Linked DNA regions of Mus musculus: region 2 is linked to region 1. Evidence: chromatin contacts called from public Micro-C data. All regions are on one chromosome and are shown on one strand. Each heading gives the region's core, a stretch centred on a gene start, on an enhancer-like site or on the middle of the called end of the contact. The rest is flanking DNA. Distances are from core to core; before and after follow the strand shown. Region 1 overlaps Dop1b (DOP1 leucine zipper like protein B). Region 2 has its middle 37 kb from the start of 2410003I16Rik.

Evidence for each region. A called contact is a pair of places that touch in the nucleus more often than the background predicts.
Region 2: a Micro-C map of the G1E-ER4 cell line shows a contact between it and region 1, with 3 times the contacts expected there. The contact joins two enhancer-like sites. A contact is called at or near these places in 1 of 484 Hi-C or Micro-C datasets (the G1E-ER4 cell line) and 3 of 9 other capture datasets (adipose tissue, liver and pancreatic islet).

Annotation. Positions count from the first base shown.
Region 1 is chr16:93,776,713-93,781,044 of GRCm38.p6, reverse strand. It overlaps Dop1b (DOP1 leucine zipper like protein B), which reads right to left. Exons shown (of 37, transcript NM_027293.1): 22 at 4,036-4,158; 23 at 3,552-3,686; 24 at 233-288. Among named protein-coding and RNA genes, the nearest start is that of 2310043M15Rik, 16 kb to the left of the region's middle. Within about 2 kb of position 2,459, at least 82 of the 459 cell types and tissues checked have an H3K27ac peak or open chromatin away from gene starts, as enhancers often do. A contact at or near this core is called in the G1E-ER4 cell line, where this site is marked.
Region 2 is chr16:93,971,921-93,976,252 of GRCm38.p6, reverse strand. It overlaps a transcript of Cldn14 not described here. Among named protein-coding and RNA genes, the nearest start is that of 2410003I16Rik, 37 kb to the left of the region's middle. Within about 2 kb of position 1,817, at least 68 of the 459 cell types and tissues checked have an H3K27ac peak or open chromatin away from gene starts, as enhancers often do. A contact at or near this core is called in the G1E-ER4 cell line, where this site is marked.

The DNA of each region.
Region 1 (4,332 bases), core at 1,210-3,709:
AAAGCCACGTTCAGATAAACCTGAACCTTTCAAAACTTAAAAGGCCTCAGGTAAAGCTTCACTGGCACAAAGCCTTCAGTGTGCAGCGTGTGGACTTTAAAAATGTCGCTCTTCAGAGACAGAGAAGTACAGATACTGAGGCCACGCCCACGTGGGAGGGAGTGATGACACTTAAGCTCTCTGAACTTAGCTAATTCCTCACAGTCCCTGCCAACGCAGGAGACGTCATTACCTTTGGATGAAAGCATAGCAGAACTGCAACACAGGAATGTCCACCAGGGGAGACTTCTGAAAAGGAAGGCAACATGAGTCACTGCAGGTGGGAAGGAAGGGAAAGAAGGCAACACCAGTCACTGCAGGCTGGTAGGAAGGTAAAGAAGGCAACACCAGTCACTGCAAGTGGGTAGGAAGGGAGAGTATCAAAGAACTCAACAGAAAACTCAACAGGGCTGCAGCTGCTAAGGTTTGAATCTGAAGTGCCTCCCACGGGCCCATGTTACACACACTGGTTCCCAAAAGTGAAGTGCTGTTTGGGTGTCTGTGAGACACTGGGGGAAGACCTTTGGAGGTCACATCCTGGCCCCTGGATAGGCCTACCTGGTCTCTTCCTGGTCTGCTGTGACATGAACAGTCTCCATACATGCTCCTGCTGCTACCATGGGCTGAGTGGCCCTGCCAATGGACAGAGCCTCAGAAGCCATTAGCAGATACATATGTCTTCCCTTCCTCGAGTTGTCTGTCTCTTCTGACAGGAACTGTGGTTACGTGACATAAGTTTGAGCCAAAGACTCTTGTGTAAACACGCACTAGCAACACTAGCATATACCTGGACAACCATATCTGTGAGGTCCCAACTTGCGGACCAGGAAGAATGTGGATCTTCATAAGCGCACAGAATGGCCTCTTGGCAAAACAAGGGTCTAGTCCTTAGTGGAGGAGCGTGCCCTGCCTAGATCAGAGTTCCTTAAGTCCTGACCAGCTGGAGTTACAGGAGGAAAAAAAAAAAACAAAAAAACACCCAAATAAACTTTTCCTCTTAGGAAGCTATTTATAGAAGTTCAACTAAAATAACCAGAGAAATACCAATCTTCAATCAGATGGATAGAATCTGGTTCCCTTTTCACACCCTCTAAATAAGAAGTTACAGCTTTCTATGGACTTTCTAGTAACTTGAAAAACACAACCTAAAGAGGCCCACTGGTTGTACTGTGCATGTGCTGTCTCCAGGGCGCAGCCCTGGCATCTAAGGAAGTAGAGCTAGCCTGACAAGGGCCCCCAGGAAGGGCTATTTCCTAGTCCCACTTCCTGGCCCGCCTACTTTAAGGTCTAGGTACAGCGACAGGTGAAGGTTGACAATCAACCAACAGAGCTCCAACAAATGTGGAAGGGAGCTGTCTGTGTCCTTGGACCTTGTGCCTCAAGGCTGATTCTCTAATCGCCTCTCAAGTCTCTTTACTGTGACTCTGAGTTCATATATGTGTAGTCCATGTGTGTGCAGTCCATATGTGTACAGTTCGTGTGCATGACTAAAGGTGGTCTTGATAAGGACTCTTAGATGGTGAGGTGGAATCTTGCCAGACCTGTCATGAGTTCCCTAGTTCAATCCTGCCACTCCATGCTCCTGCCCCTGAGAACTAAAGACTCACCTCAGAGGGAGGGACAGAGGCTGAGAAGGAGGCCGTCACCTGGAGCTCGCTTTAGCTCCTATAACAGGCAGGTAAGTAAGTCAGCCGCTGGATCTGACCCACCAGCCTTGAACTCAAGTCTCCGGCCCCACAGCTGGCAATTCCATACAGATGACATCTGAACTGGAGCAGACAAGCCCTAGCTCCTTTGAATCTGTAAATACATGGCTTCATGACTTCCCTCTGTCCTGTAACTATACAACCATGGAACCTTTTCACAGTGGGACCTCAGGATAACTTCACTTTGTCTTCTCAGACCATGGTCACTCAAATTTGGCCCAGACAAACTACTTTGTTTCCTTCCAAGCAGAGCAGATTGACAGCTGTACTTTAAAGCTGTTGGCTTCAGTCCATGCAATCCATCTCTTCCTTCCCTGATGGTCTGGATAAGTTGTGTCTTCTGACTGTTTTTTTTTTTTTTTGTTGTTGTTTTTTGTTTGGTTTTTCCAGACAGGGTTTCTCTGTGCAGTCCTGGCTGTCCTGGAACTCACTTTGTAGACCAGGCTGGCCTCGAACTCAGAAATCCGCCTGCCTCTGCCTTCCGAGTGCTGGGATTAAAGGCGTGCGCCACTATGCCTGGCTTCTGACTGTTTTTAACACGCTGTGGCCAACTGCTGACTTCGTGCTGCAAGAGCTAGGCCGTCAGCACAGCAGTCTCTTGTAGCCCCTCTCTCTCACACACAGGAAACCTGAGTCACCAATGGTCAGGCTGTGTCACTAGGATAGTTTCTGAGTCACCCATGGTCAGGCTGTGTCACTAGAATGGTTTCTGAGTCACCCATGGGCAGGCTGTGTCACTAGAATGGTTTCTGAGTCACCAACAGTCACGCTGTGTCACTAGGATGGTTTCTGAGTCACCCATGGTCAGGCTGTGTCACTAGGATGGTTTCTGAGTCACCCATGGTCAGGCTGTGTCACTAGGATGGTTTCTGAGTCACCCATGGTCAGGCTGTGTCACTAGGATGGTTTCTGAGTCACCCATGGTCAGGCTGTGTCACTAGGATGGTTTCTGAGTCACCCATGGTCAGGCTGTGTCACTAGGATGGTTTCTGAGTCACCCATGGTCAGGCTGTGTCACTAGGATGGTTTCTGAGTCACCCATGGTCAGGCTGTGTCACTAGGACGGTTTCTGAAGCTCCAGCAAGCGCATGCAGAGAAAGCTCAGGTCGCCAACAGAATGGACACTCATTCCTGGTGGTCTCCAACCCAGCTCCGTCCCTGACTTTCTCACAAGGGCTGAGGACTGCTGGGCTCCCTAGTGTGTGCCTTGGGGACATATGGCCACCCCCTTTGAAGTCAGACCACAGGGAAGCTGATCTCTATTTCTTTGTGGGGAGGTCAGGCTAACTAACTTCCATTAACACAGAGAGCAAGCTCAGCTGGCCTGATCCCCTGAGCTGACCTCACAGCCCCCCTCCTCTGTGACCTCTCACTTTCCTCGCTGGTCATCAAAACCAAATCGGAACTGGACCCAGCACCTCCCCCTGCCCTGGAGCCTGCTAACTTCCACAGGTCTGCGCCCCTGCAAGAGCCTGGCTTTGTTTACTTTCTGCACCTCCACAGCTGTGGTGCTCCTGAAGGCAGGTGCCATTTCCTTTTTCTAGAAGGTGCTAAGAGTTGAGCATCAGGCAGGATGTGAGCCATCAGGGACAGGCAAGCTGACCTCAGGTAGCTCCCACTAAGAAACAGCAGTGCCCAAAGTCTGAACACACAGCGACAGGGCTTCCTTACAACCCAAAGAATTCTCTCTTTCCCACCAGGTCACTTCTTCCTGGAAGAAGCACCAGGAAGGAGGCCTGCCACGCACCTGCCACGCACCTGCCTGCGGATCCCCCAGGGTATATTTCCCTCCCCAGGGCGCCTTACCTCATCCCCTTTGATCTGCGCTGGCCTCTTCACCACCTCCTTCACCAGCTGCAGCACTGAGTCTGTCTGCAGGGTGCTGAGAGCACAGACCAGGTCGACAAGGGTGTGCTGGGACGTGTTTGCCACGGGGACCATCTGCCCAGAAGAAGAGAGTTCCTTGAAGGCTGACAGGAGAAGGTAAAAGCAAGACAGCACACACATAGCCTTCCACGGTGGCTGTCCCCCGAGAAGGAAGTCTGATGTGATCGTGGTGTGCATGGAGGTACTTCCATGTCTGTGTGAGTGTGTGCGTGGGTGTGAGTGTGTGCATGGGTGTGGAGGCCCAAGGTTGATGCTTCCTGTCCTCACATTTATCCTCTATCTTTCTTCTTCCATTTTTTTATCTTGTGAGTGTGGGTGCAGAGGTTAGAGGACAGTCTGTGGGGATCAGCAGGCACCGCATGCACTGAGCCCATGTAGCCAGCCCTCTCCGTCTTCATCCTACCTTGGTCTTGCTGTGGCGCCGTGCCTGCTTTCTGTTCCACACGGTGGCAACCGCAGCTATCAGCTGGACCCCAAGATGGCCTGTCAAGGGGTTCAGCAAGTCTAAAATTTTTTGTCTGATGGTCTGGTGAAAAGAAAAGCAAGAGTTAACAAAAACAAAAACAAAACAAAAACAAAAAAAACCCCAAAAAACAAAAACAAAAAAGTCTTCACAGAGTAGCATCAGGCCCGTACCTGAGGCACACTCAGCAACTCAGAATTATAGCAGTGTGCTTCACAGCACTACTGTGGGGACTGG
Region 2 (4,332 bases), core at 568-3,067, 200 kb before region 1:
TCACTTTCAAACACAGGTGCTTCCTTCTACAAACTAACTTTACCTTCATTGTTTGGGATTAAAGATGTGTATTAAGTGTGTGCCTGTTTTCCAGCCAGATGGATTAAAGGTGTGTGCTAAGGGCTGAGCCACACCACAACTAACAACAGATTTTTTTTCAGTAAACAGCTTTTTTCAGTCTCAGGGTTCATAGTATGATCAAATATCCTGCAACACGTATGGCGGTTCATTGCCCTCAATTGCTATTCTTGTGTGTCTGAATTTTGGATTAAAAGGTCCACGTTTGCACAATCTTTGGATTTTCACAGCAGAGATCATGCCTGTGCTGAGTGAGGCTCCAACAGAGGCAGAGGGCGGCAAAGCCAGTGACTGGAAGTGAACAGGATGTGCTGTGAACCTTTCTGCTCAGGATGGATTTGAACCGGAGATTCCTCCAGTCAGCCTCAAGACAGAATGTATTTACTTAGAAGCACCATGACTTATGACGATAAATAAACAAGGGGCCAGAGCAAAGACTCGCAGGTTAGGAGCATGCGCTGTATCTGCAAAGGACCAGAATTCAATCCTTGGCACCACGCGGCAGCGCACAACAGCCTGTAACTACTGTCCCAGGAAGATTCAACGCCCTCTTCTGGCTTCCGCAGGCACTGCATGCGCATGTACACAAACACATCTGCAGGCAAAAATACCCATATACACTAAATAATAAATAATTTAAGCCCACAGCTATAAGCCCTGGAGGAAATTATATGGGCAATTGCCCTGGTGCCTAGAATCTGCACTTGTTGAATCAGTCTCTGGAACGGGACCACGGAATCGATTTCCTTAAATGGCACTGAGTATTCGGCGCGCTGTTCAGGAAAAGTAGCTCAGCAGAGTGCAGAGGTGACGTCCTGCCTCATGCAGGCTCCCTAAGATCCGCTTCAATCCCAGAATGAACCAGAGTAGTCTGAGAGTCCACGACCTCGGAAGTGTTACAAAGTCCCAGGCTGCAATCTGTTTCCTGGACGAAGCTGTCCAGAGGACCCTGCGTGGGATCAGCCCACTGACTCGACTCATGCTTACGGAGGGTCTGAAGACCACGTGGGAAGACCATCCTTTCTTGATGAGGTCCATGTTCCAAAACAGGCATGCCCCTCACCCAGCCTCAGTGGGCCTCCGGGGCTGTTTCAGCACAAGCAATCCTAATCCTGGTTTTTAACACTACAGATTCCAGATCATGAGCATTTTAACTAGGTGGCTGTGTGTTAGCATTCTGTCTAAGCTCCACCCCACAGTTACTTGGCAACAGCCAGGTATGCTCCGCCCCACAGCAACAGCCAGGTAGGCCTGACCTACTATGAAAGGGGCTGCTTGCCCGCTCCTTGCTCTCTTGCCCTCTCTTGTTTCTCTCTTGCTCCCTTGCTTTTTCCCTTCCCTCCTCTCTCCCCATTCTCTTCCCGCTCTCTCTCCACGTGCTCATGGCCGGCCACCTCTCCTCTCTCCCCCTCCCCCTCCTCCTCCTCCTTCTTCTTCCTCTCTCTCTCTCTCTCTCTCTCTCTCTCTCTCTCTCTCTCTCTCTCTCTCTTTCTGCTTCTACTACCCTCTTAACTTCCTTCCCCATGCCCTGAATAAACTATTCTACACTATACAATCGTGTGGCTGGTCCCTCCGGGAGAAGGGATGCCTCAGCATGGGCCCACCGAGGCATCCCTTCTCCCATACCTCACCACACATCCTTCTCTCTTTATCTTTTTATAAACACATCAGAGTGTGTGTATGGCGGTGGGGGGGGGGGTCGTTATCAGCTTATTTCAGTTAAAACGTACCACAGAGTCCTGGACTTTAATATGGAACTTCCTTTTGACATAGAAGTTATACTAGGGGCTGTGGAAAGGGACACCCTCCCCCCTGCCAAGTATTTCAATAAGGAAGAAATGAGTCTTCAACCGTTCAGATCCTCAGAGCTCAGGCACCTGAGGAAGTGGACGCACAAGATGCCGATCCAGAGAGAGCAAACTCCTTTTGCTGAGCACTGAGATACTGGGAGGTCCTTTGATGGTCGTCTGTGATCTTCTGCAGGGGCGAGGGGAGTCCTTGTCTTCAAAAAACGTTGCAAGGATGGACTCCAGTGTCTGGACACACGCCTGATGATGTATGTGAAGGATGGTCTTTAACTAGTAACCCCCCAAAAGACCAAACCAAACCCAACTCAGACCCTTACTGCGGCTCGCTCACACCTGAGATTCCAAAACTCTTTAAAAACACTCCTGCAGCCGGGCAGTGGTAACACACACCTTTAATCCCAGCACTTGTGAGGTGGAGGCAGGCAGATTTCTGAGTTCGAGGCCAGCCTGGTCTACAGAGGGAGTTCCAGGACAGCCAGGACTGCACAAAGAAACCCTGTTTCGAAAACAAACAAACAACAACAAAAAATCCACAAACAAAAGCACTCTTGCTAGAACTCATGAGGACACCACTGACTTAAGTGGAGGAACAAAGAAACTCCTCCCCTTCCTCTCTCCGCCCACAGCCCCTCCCCTTCCTCTACCCATACCCCCTTCTCTCCCTCCCCGGCCCCTTCCAGCCTCCCTCTTCTCCCCCTTCCTCTATCTCTCTCTGTGGGTTTCTGTCTGTAATGCCCCTATCCCAGCCCCCGCCCCCACCCCCACCAGAGTCCCCTGCTCTGGTCCAGAGCTGAAGACCCAATAGTTTTCAATTACCAAGAGCCCTGCAAGCCGTTCTGTGTCTACCCACAAACACCACGGCGCCGACCTGTATTTACAGTCCCTTTAGCAAGCAAAGGCAACTGGCACCCACCGAAGTGGCCAGGGCATTGTGGGTTTGTAACTGCGTTCCTTTCAGTGATTAGTAAACCTACTGGGCTAATCGCTGCTCTGGCTGGTCCTTACAGTTGGGCTCCTGTCACCGTTTATCAATCAGATCTCTGCCTATCTCTCCCAGCTGTCCCAGCCCATATAAAGTTGATTTGCAGTCCTGCCTCAAGGAAGGAGTAAGATTCATGCTGAAGTACACATAGAGTAAAACACGGAGACATCTCTTTTAGGCTCAGTGGGCTTGCGAGAGTGTGGTTTGCTTTAGGGAGGGACTGCCTGCCTGTGGCCGGAGCAGGAAAGTTTGAATTCTCCTTAGCCTCAAATTCACTGTTTAGCCCAAGAGAGGTTTCCCTCTGGAGACCCTCGGGGGGGTGTGTGTAACAGGGGGATCGCAGAGGAAAAACGTCAAGGACACCCAGAATCCACGCTGTGGGAGAGTTGGAGACGTCCGAGAGGCTCCGTTCACAGGGTGGGGGTCCCTGTCAGCTCAGACTTGGGTCTCTGATGCAGAGACTGTCCCCAGAAATGTCCACCTTAGGAAAGGCTAGGCAAGAGCAGACTGAGGACCTGGTGAAGGTGCAGGGTGAGCCTCCTGATTCCTGCATGGCATCCCTGCCAGCTCTCTGGTAAATGGAAACCCGGGCTTAGGGGAGCCAAGAGCTTACAGGACTCCTAAGATCTCGAGTGTCACTCTCTGGGTCCCCAAATGAAAACCTAGCTGACAGAGGACCCTGGCTGCAGGTGTGGGAAATTCAGTAATTGGGTAATTCAGTTTCCTCACCTAGTAAAAAGTGGATAGCCCTCAGCATCCCATGCTGCTACCCATTATAGGAACTGACCCAAAACTTAGAAAAACATGAGGAAGGAGGTGACAGAGCTGGGTGACCTTCTGCTTTTCAGAGCCCACTTTCAGCCATGTTAGCTCAGTTTTACCTCATCTCAAGGTGGGAAGAGGTGTGTGTGTGTGTGTGTGTGTGTGTGTGTGTGTGTGTGTATGAGATGTGTGATGTGTATGTAATGTGCATATATGTATAGTGTGTGTGATGTGTGTATATGATATGTGTGTATATATGATGTTTATGTATGTATATATGGTGTGGTGTGTGATATGTGTGTATATGATGTGTATATGTGTATGATGTGTCTTTAAGTATTGTGTGTGTGTGTGTTTGTGATGTGGGGATATGATATGTATTATAATGTGTGTGTGTGTGTTCGTGATGTGGGGATATGATATGTATTATAATGTGTGTGATATGTGTGAGTGTATATGAGTGATGTGTGTGCATGGTGTATGTGTATATGGTGTGTATGTATATGGTGTGTATGTATGGTGTACTTGTGTATGGTATGTGTGTGAGATGTGTGTGTGATGTGTGTGTATGGTGTGTATGTATAATGTGTGTATAGTGTGTGTGTGATGTGTATGTGAAATGTGGGGGGTGTGTGTGTGTGTGTGTGTGTGATATTGACTGGCAGAGCAGGTTTTCCACGTATGGCAATAGAGCCAGATCCT